Linked DNA regions of Bombyx mori: region 1 is linked to region 2. Evidence: chromatin contacts called from public Hi-C data. All regions are on one chromosome and are shown on one strand. The core of a region is the stretch at or near the end of the contact, and the rest is flanking DNA. Distances in the headings are between cores, read along the strand shown. Region 1 overlaps LOC101737404 (pseudouridylate synthase RPUSD2). Region 2 overlaps LOC101737404 (pseudouridylate synthase RPUSD2).

What was found. Hi-C and Micro-C count contacts between places; a contact is called where the count stands out from the background.
Region 1: a Hi-C map of posterior silk gland shows a contact between it and region 2, with 1.6 times the contacts expected there. The contact joins two enhancer-like sites.

Annotation. Positions count from the first base shown.
Region 1 is chr4:2,764,522-2,771,648 of ASM3026992v2, forward strand. All of the region lies in intron 2 of LOC101737404 (pseudouridylate synthase RPUSD2), which reads right to left. Among protein-coding and RNA genes, the nearest start is that of Mir3429, 130 kb to the left of the region's middle. Within about 2 kb of position 4,075, at least 1 of the 8 cell types and tissues checked has open chromatin away from gene starts, as enhancers often do.
Region 2 is chr4:2,674,697-2,682,047 of ASM3026992v2, forward strand. The region is part of intron 2 of LOC101737404 (pseudouridylate synthase RPUSD2); the gene reads right to left. Among protein-coding and RNA genes, the nearest start is that of Mir3429, 43 kb to the left of the region's middle. Within about 2 kb of position 2,560, at least 4 of the 8 cell types and tissues checked have open chromatin away from gene starts, as enhancers often do.

The sequences.
Region 1 (7,127 bases), core at 2,825-5,324, 91 kb after region 2:
ACAAGTTAAATATAAAATAACATGTCGAATAAAATGTTTTGGTGGCATAAAGTTTCTGCGATATATGGAGACATTGTTATTACGAATTCTTGAATTCCAAAACTTCAAACAAGAAAGTGAACGTAAGTCAATGGACAATTGTATCAAATAATAAATTATGTACATTAACTAGAAATATGTAAGTTCATACGTACTTAACATGTGCTCGTAATGTGTTCATAAATTACTTCCACGGTGAAGGAATAACCTTGCTGAATAAAAATTAAACCCGTCAAAATTATTACTTTGCGTACTTAATGGTTGTGGAGCGTCTTCTGAGCCCGCACTTGTAAGGTACCCTACCCATTTTTTGTCGCGAAGCAATAATGCTTTCTGATTCCAAGATCGCGGTAGCCGTTGTTCTATAGAACTGAAATTTAGAACTCATATCTCAAGCCAGTTGTTTTTGATGTCTCCGTATCGATACATTAAGCAAAAATGTAACATGTAAAAAAAACCCATTTCATTGAATCCCGCTTCGCTTCCCGGATCCATACAAGACAGGAAGACAGTTTTGCTGTTGTATTCTTTCGATTAGAAACTTTTGTATTTGATATTCATTACGCGGTTCAACGTAGACGCACAAGGAATATGAAGTGTGTTTAATTGTTTTTTTGTACACTCTACCTGGATTGCGGTAGGTCTTTGCGTAATGTGATTTGTGATTCATTAATTGTAGGTCTGGACAGGGGCCCAGCAGGGGTGGTTGAGTTGTGCAAGCAAGCATTACCAGCCCCCGCGGCTCTTTTAGAGTTCAACCCTAGTATGGGGTCAGACGCTTTAGGAGAACAACGACAAAGAAGTTTTTAGTTACTTCAATCCCTATATAGCAGCAAATCTGAACACGTGGGGTATTGATCAAGGGATTCAATCTTCTGACCAAAAAAAGTCTGGTCGAAAAGGTTTTAATCGTAATACGGACCAACTAATAGATATGTTTAGTGTACTGTTGTTCCCTTTTTATTTCTTACGGTGTCTGATTTAAGTCACAATGTGAATGCCACCGCCAACCTTGGGATATGAGGTTGAAGTCTCAAATACATTTCAAATACAATTACAATTACGACTGTTCCACTTTCTTAAATTGACCCGTGATTGATTCACATCTACCCGTTTCAGACTTATAATACGCCCTACCACCCGATATTGACGCAATCTTGTACTATTAATACACATGTTATTGAAATAATACGATACTATTCATTCGTCGTTGAAGAATTATCGCGTAAGCCGGTTACGTATGCAGAAAAATCGGTACCTGCTTGTCGAATACATTGCATAAGCACATCGCTTGATACGAATGCAAAGGGCATCTTTTCCTTTAGGGGAATGTGATTCGTTTGAAATCTACCATTTCTTAGATTTATTTTTCTGCGCAATTTCCCAATTGATAACCTATCACCCCTTACTAGCGATAGGGTATTTACCCACTGTGCTGTCAGTTTTTCGATTTACAGTTTCGTATAAAATAAACGTCACATATGATTCAAGAATACAACGAACAAAATGTCAAATCTTAAAAGTTTGTTTTAATCACGTACTGCAAGTCATTACATCACTCCTTATCCATACAAATACCAAATAAATGATCATGTATTTCGCTCACGTAACGACGGACCGGTGATCTATCACCAGGCTCTCATTGCAAACAAACCGGCGCTCATTTCAATGGAACCGACCGAAACGGTTTCAATATGAAGGAAGCCACATCGATTACCTAATCCTTATTCGCAGTAACGATCGGACGGTAGTTCAAGATTAACGTTTTCAATGGATATTTTTGATAAACTTTGCTCGAGACATATTGAGGGAGACTGGTTTTATAGAAAATACTCCTTTTGTTGCTGACTAATTAACAAAAAGAAAGTTGTCGACATAGATAGAGGTGGCCGGGGACATATTTTTATATATATAAATAAGACGGTAGTTAACAATATTCATGTATGTAACAATGTCGATAAATACTAAAAATCTTAGTCGTCGGCGACTACGTAAACTATAAGCTATTAGAAGGCCCGAAACAAGAATAAGAAAATAATAAACGAGAGGTTTCAATGCCGATACAACGATTTTTGAATTCTTTGAAAACTCAATACTTCAATGGTAGATTTTAATGATGATAGGATGTAAGGCAGCTGTTGATTCGATTGAACATTTAACAGTATAAATAGGTCCAGTCGTATCCGCGATTAGTGAAAATCTCAGAAAGTACCAAATACACTGCTACGTTTTGAGAATACTCTACTGTTTTTTCTATACTCTGCCATAACGATTTGCCACTCCATATTGGTCTTTCGTACTAAGGTAATATTAATGTTTCCTACCAATGCAAAGATATTGGGTACAGATGGTGAACAAACTGTTATTGATGACCAATAAAATACATCAAGATTAATATCCTGCCAATTGCTGGACCATCGCGAGTCAATCAATGTTACATTATTGAGAAGGTCTTTTGAATTAAATAGATAATTTGGATCCAGTTTGTCTGTACAGTGTTTAATTTATATCTCATGCATCATACTATCATCATTTTTACATTTTTATGTTTCATATTTTTTATTAATTTACACTTCATGATACACTCTAGAATAAAAATATCTGTAGAGGCTAGAAAGATAAATCTTTGATTACCACTAGGCTTGTAAAGCAATGTCGAAACAGTGTTACACAGACAGAATTGGGGGAGAATAATTGTCTGTGCAGAATAATTACTATGATCTGTAAAAACAGCTTAATGTCTGATTTCACAAAATTTCCACTGAACCAAAACAGTTCTCCGCTAACTCAAAAAGTTAAAAAAAAAACCTACTAAACAAATTAGCCTAACCTTGTACACTGTTATCACCAAATACAAAGATAAGGTTTCAAATCATAAAATGCAAAAGCCATGATCATCAGAGTATTGCCCTGTTGTCTTTTTGATTGGTAAAACATAGCTTATGCCCTCTTCAGCAACTCCTTTCCATGTACATCACAGTACATGCTGAATTAGTGATAATAGTAGTAGAAGTAGAAATTACCAAGATCAAAGGTATGCAAAATGTTATTTCTCAAGGATCACAACGAAATGCTATCTACAATACGTTTAAAAAATTCAAAAACTAATAATAGTAATCTCATTTAAGAATTCGTGCCAAGATTCTACCCTCTTCGTCAACCGCTCTACTACAATACTTGTGAACAGTAAAAATACGTTTGTGGTCAATTTTCATTAGAGTTTTATGAAGGCAAACATTGTGGGTCTCACGAGATGGTTGCGTGTGGTCTGTCGATTTCTAGATGTTTTTTCAGTTAAAGCAAGTTCTTTTTTTATTGCATAGACGTGTGAACGAGCTCACAGCTCGCCTGGTTTTAAGTAGTTACTGGAGCCCATAGACATCTACAACGTAAACGCCGCCACTCACTTTGAGATACGAGTTCTAAGATCTCAGTATAGTTACAACGGGTACCCTTCAAACCGAAACGCATTGCTGCTTCACGGCAGAAATAGGCAAGGTAGTGATACCTACCCGTGCGGAGTCACAGGAGGTCCTACCACCAGTAAAAGTAAGATTTCAGGGTACCAAGCTAGTCTTGGCTGGTAGTCTGCATAACTTGACTTTTGTCTTCATGTAAGCTATTCATAAAGTGCTGTCTATGGGATATCACACTGACGTATCAGTAAAGACAAATATTCAGTTTTTTTATTTTATTTGGAGTCGATAATTTCTAACCAACTATACGCAAAAAGAGTTCTCACACCTTTCATCTCCAATTACAAGTATAAAGTGACATCTCAAATATTAGTCGTTGCATGATTGCACACCGTTACATAAATAGATTCTACCCTCTAATTATGCTGTATGGCTGTTTAATACTGATCGACTGGACAATATTATTACTTTTATTACAAAAAAAAAAAAAATACAAAATAATAATATTGTGACTGTAATGTATGATATCCTGATTCACCCATGCGAAGCCAGGATGGGTCGGTGGTATATTAATATGGACGTTTGGTACTTAAAAGTCATTCTGTGGTCGGGTCAAGGATTTCAACCTTCATTATCGACTTATGAGTGTTACATTCATTTACCATTTAAACTCTGTAGGTTAAGCGATGTTTTGCCAGTTGATTCATTAAAATTAATCATTGTTATTTTTCGTGTAAGCGTGATATTTAACGTTTTAACGACCAGTATCGTTGTATCGAATTTTGGTATTGCTATTTAAATTCTGTTTCTGTAATTTATTAGTCGACAATGTTATTTATTGACATGGCTTAATAAAGGTATTGTTTAAATTCGGGTTTAACCCGTTTCTTATCAATTTATACTAATTTGAAACTGTAATATATCTATCTATTAATCTATATAACTAGTCGTCAGGTCATAAGTATTGTCACACAGTAAAAACTTTTCTTTTAGAATGCTGGCCACAAAAAAGTTTATTGAATTCGAATTTTGAATTGTTCATGAAAATAAAAATGTATACTTTTAGAATTCATTTTTAAATATGGAGTGGACGCTTAAAAAAGACCGTGTTGCAGTTATTGCGTTGCATCGTTGCGGTTACGCGCCAATTCAAATTTTTAACATACTGAAAAATTTGAATATAACCAAAAGATTCGTTTATCGTACCATCAAACGATACAATGAAGACTAGTGTAGATGACAGGTCAAGAAGTGGTCGCCCTCGGTCTGTTAGGACTCCAGCAGTGATAAAAGCTGTGAAGGCGCGAATTCAAAGAAATCCCAAACGTAAGCAGAATCTGTTGGCCCTTCAGATGGGGTTAAGCAGAACCACGGTGAAAAGGGTGTTAAATGACGACTTAGGGCTTCGGGCATATCGAAGAAAAACAGGAAATTGTTTGAATGCTCGTCTAATGGACCTGAGACTGAAGAGATGCCGCGCTTTGTTGAAGTGGTACGCGGGAAAAAAATATCGGGAAATTCTTTTTTCGGATGAAAAAATTTTTACCGTAGAAGAGAGCTACAACAAACAAAATGATAAGGTGTACGCACACAGTAGTGAAGAAGCGAGCGACCGTATTCCGCGTGTCCAACGAGGTCATTTTCCATCCTCGCTTAGGGTATGGTTGGGAGTTTCTTATTGGGGCTTAACAGAGGTACATTTTTGTGAGAAAGGTGTAAAAACGAATGCAGTTGTGTATCAAAATACAGTCCTGACGAACCTTGTGGAACCTGTTTCTCATACCATGTTCAATAACAGGCACTGGGTATTCCAACAAGATTCGGCGCCAGCTCATAGAGCGAAGAGCACACAAGACTGGCTGGCGGCGCGTGAAATCGACTTCATCCGGCACGAAGACTGGCCCTCCTCCAGTCCAGATTTTAATGCGTTAGATTACAAGATATGGCAACACTTGGAGGAAAAGGCGTGCTCAAAGCCTCATTCCAATTTGGAGTCACTCAAGACATCCTTGATTAAGGCAGCCGCCGATATTGACATGGACCTCGTTCGTGCTGCGATAGACGACTGGCCGCGCAGATTGAAGCCCTGTATTCAAAATCACGGAGGTCATTTTGAATAAACTTTAGTGTCATAAGAATCTATGTTTTGTTAAGTTCATTTTGGTATATGAATGGTTACATAATGAATAAACTTGTTTCAATTATTTTACATTAAGCGTGTGACAGAATTTATGACCTGACTAGGTATATATAAATGAATTGCTGTTCGTTAGTCTCGCTAAAACTCGAGAACGGCTGGACCGATTTGGCTAATTTTGGTCTTGAATTATTTGAGGAAGTCCGGAGCAGGTTTAAAGGGCAAATAAATATCAAAATGCTTGGAATTTAATAAAAATAACAATTTTGTTTTTCCTTTGATCGTCCCGTCGGACGGATTCCTTTTGTTTGTTTTAAGTTTATTTTATACAAAAGTTTAGGTATTTTATTTATCAATTGAGGCACTACGAAATCTGCCGAGTCAGCTAGTGATTTTATAAAAACTCGTTCGTAAAAACATCTAACAGTGTTTACATGTATATAATAATTTGTTATTACAAATAACATAAATCGCTGCAGTATCTTTTTTTACGCAAAAGTTCCAATCACAAAATTTGTAACAGTTTGGCTTACCACATTTGAAATTGCTTTACTTAGTAAGCCATGAAAATTTTACGCATAATGAAACCTTACACAGTTTCTCTTATTTTATTGTGTGTTTGTGAATGCTAATCTCCCTAACGTACGAAGTTGTGGAAGTTGTTGCCAGTCTTTTTATTTGGACTAGTGGTCCCGCAGTAGTTGAAATTCGACTATAATTCATTGAAATTTTATGTTTAAACATTATTATCGTTCTATTGTCAAGCACTATTATACTTCTATAATATAATCACAGATTTCGCCAAAACTACACTATGGATAAATAATATTAAAGACAAACAATATTGATCTATTCTCAATTTGACCACAAACTTTAAATAATAACAGAAGTTTGACAATTGACAATAAACAAAGAGTATGTTTATATGTATGTGTTGTGTCAAATACATGGAAATGTGTGTAATATATTTTTTTATTGGTTTAGTGTATTCTTTATGCATAGTTAAAAAAATAGCATTTTGCACTCTATATTCTCTATAAGTGTGGGAAATATCGTAATCCTCCGTCCGCGCAATTTTCGTAAAAAGGGGTACAAAGTTCTTGCTTCACATATTAATATATACGAGTCGATACGATAGGTCTGGCTTTTATTGTGTTGTTGCGTTAACCGGTTAACCGGTGTTAACTCGTTACTGAAGTCCAGAGACGTCATGCTTTTGAGTTAAGTCATCCTAGATAGGCCTATTCGTTTCAATAGATCCATTGACAAATAAAAGTTAAATTTAATTCTTCGTTTTGATCCGCTTGATAGGTGTATTGGTATATAACTAATTCGGTGGTGCCGTAGTTAGCGCTCCAGACTGTTGCGTTGACATCGGAAAAACAAACATGTTTGTTCATTATCTATATGTCGGGTTATCCTTTTCCCGATCATCATCTGCGTCCTCGTGGTCAGTCATTTCATCATAAGAACAAAATTAAATAATAGCAGACTAGAAACGCGGTGATTTCAGAGATGCGTGCGATCGCAATGGT
Region 2 (7,351 bases), core at 1,310-3,809:
CTAATCTAGATAAAGGTTGATCTAGTTGTGTTGTTTGGACTATGCATATCGACGCTTGAAAGGCAAACGTGACTAAGTGACAATGCATTAGACTAATTTAAAGTTGAAATACCTGAAAAAAAATCTATTTTAACGAATCTAGCTGTAGGATTGAAATGATTTTAATAGACCTAGAAATATATATTTTTTGCGCATCGAATATGGTTATTGCCTATCATTTATGTACAAAGCAGTTATTGTCGCTTAGTCACGTTTGCCTTTCAAGCGTCGATATGTTTTCTGTGTTAATAAAATATTGTGCCGTTATCGCATATTGTGAGCTCGGGTCGATTTGTGCAACCCGATTAGTTTTGCATGCGTACGTTCAAGTTTGGAAGAAGAGCTAATTTTACCACCTCCTTGCTTATTTCTGCCGTCAAGCAGTGATGCGTTCTGGTTTGAAGTGTGGGGCAGCCGCTATAGAGCTTAAAACTCCTTTCTTGAGATGCGCGTCGGTGGAATTGACTTGGTTGATGTCTATGGGCTCTGGGTGAACCGTGAGCTTATCCATCAATCTTAGCAATAAAAAAAGGAACCTTTTAAGGTCTCAAGTATGGTTACAACGGCTGCCTCACCCTTCAAACCGAAACGCATTACTGCTTCACGGCAAATTAGGCAGGGTGGTGGTACCTACCCGCGCGGACTCACAAGAGGTCCTACCACCAGTAATTACGCAAATTATAATTTTGCGGGTTTCATTTTTATTACACGATGCTATTCCTTCACCTGCCTGCGGGATTCGAACACCGGTGCATCGGCTCAACACGAATACACCGGACGTCTTATCCGTTAGGCCACGACGGCTTCATTTCATGATGTTATTGTAGCGGTTACTTACTAACATCATCTCAAGTTGAGTTTGGGTTTTCACTTCACAATTTCGTAAGGCGAGTTGAGCTGTGTGTTGGTATTTATGAAATATTTCTGTGTCATCGTAAAGTATTGAAATGAACCAAATCAATTATATCAAATAACACGATTATTTTTTTCACGAATCCTTCAGGAACGAAAGATAAACAACACAAACTTTCTGGATAATTTCATAACTTTGTTTATTATTATCCGAACAGTATAACGAATTTGTCAGTATCAAAACTTTACATCGTTGGTTCTGTAATCAATTGATTAAGCTTTCGGGGTCGCCGGGGGCTTTCAATTAAAAGTTTCGCGCAAATTGATGGCGCTTCATCGGATTTTTTAATCGAGATTTTTTACTCGGATAAATTTTATTGGAAAATCTATATAATTGTTATCTTAAAAGTCAATCCACATCTATTTTTTTATTTGTAGGTACTAATTAATCTCCACTCTGTGGAGTGTCAATTTTGGACATTATTAAAATCCTTTTAAGGTTTAATCTTTTTTTTTTAATTAGACGCGGGAACGCGCACGGCCCATCTGTTGTTAAGTTGTAACCGAAATGGATAAACATCAATAACGAAAATGGCTTAATCCACCTTGAAGCATGAATTCTAAGTTTCAGTTCTACAATACGTCTTTTCTACCTTTCAAATCGGAATGCATTACTGCTTCGTGGCAGGAAGAGGCAGGATGGTAATACCTACACGAGTACCTACTCAACAGACACGCCAATTCATCAATAATTAGGAAAAAATTTTTTTTTGCGAGTTTGAATTTTATTACACGCTGTTTTGGTACTTCATCGTGGAAGTAATTCGTGAAGGTATATTAAGTATTTAATTTAAAAAAATGTTATCCGTCTGCGGTATTTGAATAGTCGGCCGGCATATTCGCATCGTTGGTTACAAATTTCCAGGCTTCATACCCTGTAATCCGCGACGACTTCAGTTTCTCAGACTTTAATCATGGGTATATTTTAATCATTTCAAAATAATGAAACCTTTTTTAATACGCTTTTATTAGCTTCAGACGTATGTATGTTAGCATGTAACGGAATCTTTGAACGTGTTTGACCCCCTTCAAAACGTCGGATTAACTCGAAATTTGGTACACTTAATATCTAATAATTATTAATAATTACTAAGGACCGATGTCAATTCAATATTAAAAAAAATTGAAAAAGTTGAAACTAAAAAATGAAAAATATATTATAGTTAAAAAAAAATGAGGTGCATGGTATCAGTAGTTATAAATATTTTATGAACAGATATGAGTAGAAGGGTTGTTTTGATAATATCCTGAAAAGCACCCCAAGCTTTTTTTACAATAAAATCATTTTTTCTTACACTATTTTCAATTCAAATTTATTAAAATTTATTTTCTATTTTTTAGTTGGATTTCCTATAAAAGCATATTTTGTTAGTTGTTTTATTTATTAAACACATCTCCTAATGCAATCAATCAGTCTACTTCCAACATAAAAATACAAGCAGGCGCGGCTCGAAATACAAATACACCTCTTCAAATTACTAATGCGATATAATAAATTAGTTCACACTTACATTTTAGTCCAATTAACAAGCCCCACAACCCGAACCCCATGCAGTGGGGCTTTCCCGTAATTTCCGGCCGTTGTAGCGTCGTAGCGTTGCGTAGCGGCTAGGTTTATCGATCGTAGCACCGTCGCCGTACCAAGTTTATTTTGGCAACCTACATATGCGTATGCATATCGAGTATGTTTCGTTTAGTGGTGTAGGTTTTTATACAGGGTGTTGATTTTTATTATTTTTTAATTTGCTTAAATGTTTCAATAAGTTGTTGACCTAACTGGTGTTAATTGATTCCCAGAGCCCTTAGACATAAACCACTGCATTGTATTCGTAAATTTCAAATTGCATTTTACTGATGGTAGGACCTTTTGTGAGTTCGCACGGTTGGGTACCACCACACTGCCTATTTCTGCCGCGAAGCAGTAATGCGTTTTGGTTTGAAGGGTGGGGCAGCCGTTGTAACTATACTGAGACCTTAGAACTTATATCTCAAGGTGGGTGGCGCATTTACGTTGTAAATGTCTATGGGCTCCAGTAACCACTTAACACTAGGTGGACTGTGAGTTCGTCCACCGATCTAAGCAATAAAAAAACCATAATTGTTTTGTAAAGCAGCTCTCCCACCATTCAAATCGGAATACCCGACTGGTTTGCGGCAGAAATAATCAGAGAGGAGGTACATACCCGCGCGGGTTCACAATAAGCCCTCCTACTACATAGTAATAGAGGGCGAATATACCTTTAGCAAGCCGATTCGTGATTGTAGTACTTTGGTATAATAACTAAGAAAACAGTGCCATCTGAACTGAATCCTTTAGGCGCTTTTTAGGGCACGTACGGAAAAAAAATACGGGACAATGTCATTCTTGGGTCCTTGTCAAACGTGATTTGAAAAGATCAGAAGCGGTCAGTCATTTGAGTGTTCTTCTTGGTTAAGTCATTACTTTTTGGATGCCATATACCTACTCCTTCATATTCGAAGTCACTAAATAAGAACATGGGTTAACATTTGAAGTTTCTTTTCGTTGGGCAATGGACAACAACATGCCTCAAAGATAACCGTCGATAGCGCTGGTTACATAATACATTACGGCCTGGCCACGGGGATCGGCGGTGCGAACAGCGAAGCGGTGGGCGAGGCGACCATTCGCGCAGCACCGTTTGCAGGCCACGGGTACTCACGTTCGCCGCCGCGACTAGTAAGGAAGTCCGACAGCGAAATGTCTATATCGAAATTATCTCGATATTGCTTACAAATTAATAGTTTTTTGGTTCAGGACCTATTATTTAGAAAAGATTGTGAAGTACATGATTTGAATAAGAATCGGAGTATACCTATAGATGGAGAATTCCACAAGAAGTACGAGAAATACTTTGGGTGGCTAGACTTCCAAATAGCTGGTCTAGCTAGTATTTCAGCTATTTTATTTTTTTATTGCTTAGATGGGTGGACGAGCTCACAGCCCACCTTGTGTTAAGTGGTTACTGGAGCCCATAGACATCCACAACGTAAATGCGCCACCCACCTTGAGATATAAGTTCTAAGGTCTCAAGTATAGTTATAATGGCTGCCTCACCCTTCAAACCGAAACGCATTACTACTTCACGGCAGAAATAGGCAGGGTGGTAGTACCCACCCGTGTAGACTCACAAGAGGTCCTACCACCAGTAATTACGCAAATTATTATTTTGAAGATTTCATTTTTATCACACGATGTTATTCCTTCACCGTGGAAATCAATCGTGAACGTTGAGTGTTGTTGAGTACGTATTTCATTACAAAAATTGGTACCCGCCTGATATTCGAACACCGGTGCATCGCTCAACACGATTGCACCGGACGTCCGTTAGGCCACGACGACTTTAAAAATAAAAAATAAAAAATAAATAAAAAATATAAAAATTTCGGCGTTAATTTTTCGCGGCGAAAACAACTAAACTCATTTAATCACTGCACTATTCGCCGCGACTACCGCTCGACTCCGTGGCTCGCGCCGTCCGTATTCATGCATTTGTTTTGCTCGCCCGCCGCATCGCGCGATTCGCTCGGTACATTTCGCCGGTCGCTTCGCCGGTCGCCGGTGCGCGTGGCTTGTTAGGTACATTTCTATGCGCTTGTTTTAGTCGCTAGACGCTTCGCCGTTCGCACCGCGCGAATATTCGCATCGGCGAATGTCCCGTGGCCAGGCTGTTAGGCCCAAGTTCAAATCGAATTTTTGTGTGAAATTTTGCTCCAAGTGCATTCTTTTTTACACGAATTATATCGGACGTAAAATATATTGACCTGAATAAGCGATTTTTGGTGTAATCTGTATTGTGTTAGAGATATACATATATCATGGAAATTGGCAGATGTATACGATGAAAAAACTGTGTATGCTGCTATGAAATAATGCGGCGTCCATATTGAAATTTTGTGGCATATTTGACTGATGTAAAAAATTAAAATTCTAAGGGCATTTATTGAAAGCAATTATGCTTTATGCTTCAAAAATTCCACAAGATACTCATTTTAATAAAGGAGTATCTTGTATATATGAACACATCATCTTCACACTGTTCAACGCCAAAGCAAATTTGGTTCCACTTGGAAAGGCTGGGTTTATTCATTGTCTTCTGCAAACGAGCTGTTCAAAAAAGCGCCTTCAATAATAAGCCAGCCGGTTCCGTGAAGCTATTGAAATTTCGTCTTCTAGCGTAAATCAGCGAAGAAATATTCCCAGTATTAACGATAACAGTATTACAGTGAACGAGTCTCTACGTGTTATTTTAATTTACTACGCTCACGTGCCGCAGACGTAAATCATTACGACTTGTTGTTGGTGAATTTTCAAAACTAAATCGTTTCCTTGCGCATAAAAATTATGAATAACAAAATATTAGTGAAAGCTCGGACTCGGGGGATTCGATGCGATTTTTTTTAAGATTCTCGTCAGACGTTCGTTTGCTCATCGTAATATGATGAAGTCTTTTCCTTAAGTGTAAATTTTTTGGAACGAAGATCCTTATGGGACGTTGCGGACTAATCGGGAAAAAGCGTCCGTAACGTAAGATTTTATTAGTAATGCACACAGTGTACGACTTAACTTTGTAATAACGTACAAAAAATAACATTTATTCATCATTAATTGACCACGATCTCAGAGCGTTCGTTTGCGCAATACACTACTAACTATTATGCAAACAATCGTGAATGAAGTGTACCACAATAAGTTCGCACGTTGCCGAATGACCGTGGGTTGTTGCGAAACCTCCAGTTTTTTTTCTTTATACCTCGAATAGAACTTAAAATTTATATTTTTATAATAAGGAACTTCGTTCGTCGATATAAAAAAAAACCATTGTTAGTTCGACTTGTTATTAAGCCGTGTCTGTTTGTTTTTATATATTATTTATATTCACGGAAATGACTTCACGGCTCATTTGGTGTTAAGTGGCCATCAGAGCCCGAAGAAAAATCTGAATGCCACCACTCACTTTGACATATGAGGTCTAATTATCAATCTAATAGTATATAGACTGGGCCACCCTTCAAACCGTTAACGTTACTGCTTTGCTTCGCGGATCAGAAATAAGCAGCTCTATTTTTTTTTTTTTTTTTTATTGCCCTTGTAGGCAGACGAGCATACGGCCCACCTGATGGTGAGTGGTTACCGTCGCCCATGGACTTCAGCAATACCAGGGGCAGAGCCAAGCCGCTGCCTACCGTTTAATACTCTCCACAAGCCTCGTTTGAAGAAGGACATGTCATAGCGCTCGGGAAACACCGTGGAGGGGAGCTCATTCCATAGCCGGATGGTACGTGGCAAAAAAGACCTCTGGAAACGCACTGTGGATGACCGCAGTGGCTCCAGGTAGTATGGATGAACTCTACTCCGGTGGCGGGCGGTGCGATGGTAAAAACGAGATGCCGGTATCATCTCGAACAATTCCTCAGAGCACTCCCCATGGAACATACGGTACAAAATACAGAGGGAACCGAAGTCCCTCCGCAGACCCAGAGGCTCCAAACGATCCGTGAGAATGGGATTATCGACAATCCGAACGGCCCTCCTCTGTATGGAGTCAAATGGAAGAAGCTGGTATTTGGGAGCCCCGGCCCAGAGATGGGAGCAGTACTCCACGCGAGGCCGGACTTGTGCTTTATAAAGCAAAAGCCTTTGTCCAGGCGTGAAGTACCGCTTCGCTCTGTTGAGGACTCCCAGCATTTTGGACGCCAACTTGGCTTTGCCTTCCAAATGACTCCGAAACTGGACATCGCTCGAAATGTCGACCCCAAGTATCCCAATACTCTCGGAAGGTTGCAGGGATACTCCTTGGAATTGCGGCGCCATGACAAAGGGGTCCTTCTTCGCAGTGAACGCGCAAACTTGTGTCTTTAACGGGTTGAATTGAACCAAGTTCAATTCACCCCATTTGGAGACTCGCCCCAGAGAGTTCTCCACTTCAGACACAAGTTTTGATCGTCTCTCTTGCACCACGCTTCGAGAGAGACTCTGATGGCCGATATATCGCGCATCCCCCGTGCTGTCATCCGCATAGCAATGCATGCCATCAATAGACAGCATGTCATTGATATACAGGATGAAAAGCGTGGGGGAGAGCACCGAACCTTGTGGAACGCCAGCGTTAATGGTCATGGTATCAGAACAATCACCGTCTACAACGACCGTGATGTTCCGCCCATCTAGAAAGCTAGCGATCCACTTGCAGAGACCCTCGGGGATTCCGTAAGATGGTAGCTTCGACAGAAGTGCCCTATGCCAGACCCTGTCGAAGGCCTTCGCGATATCAAGGCTCACAGCAAGAGCCTCGCCCTTGCTCTCCAAGGCTTCAGCCCACCTGTGAGTAAGGTATACAAGAAGATCGCCAGCTGAGCGACCGTGACGGAAACCGTACTG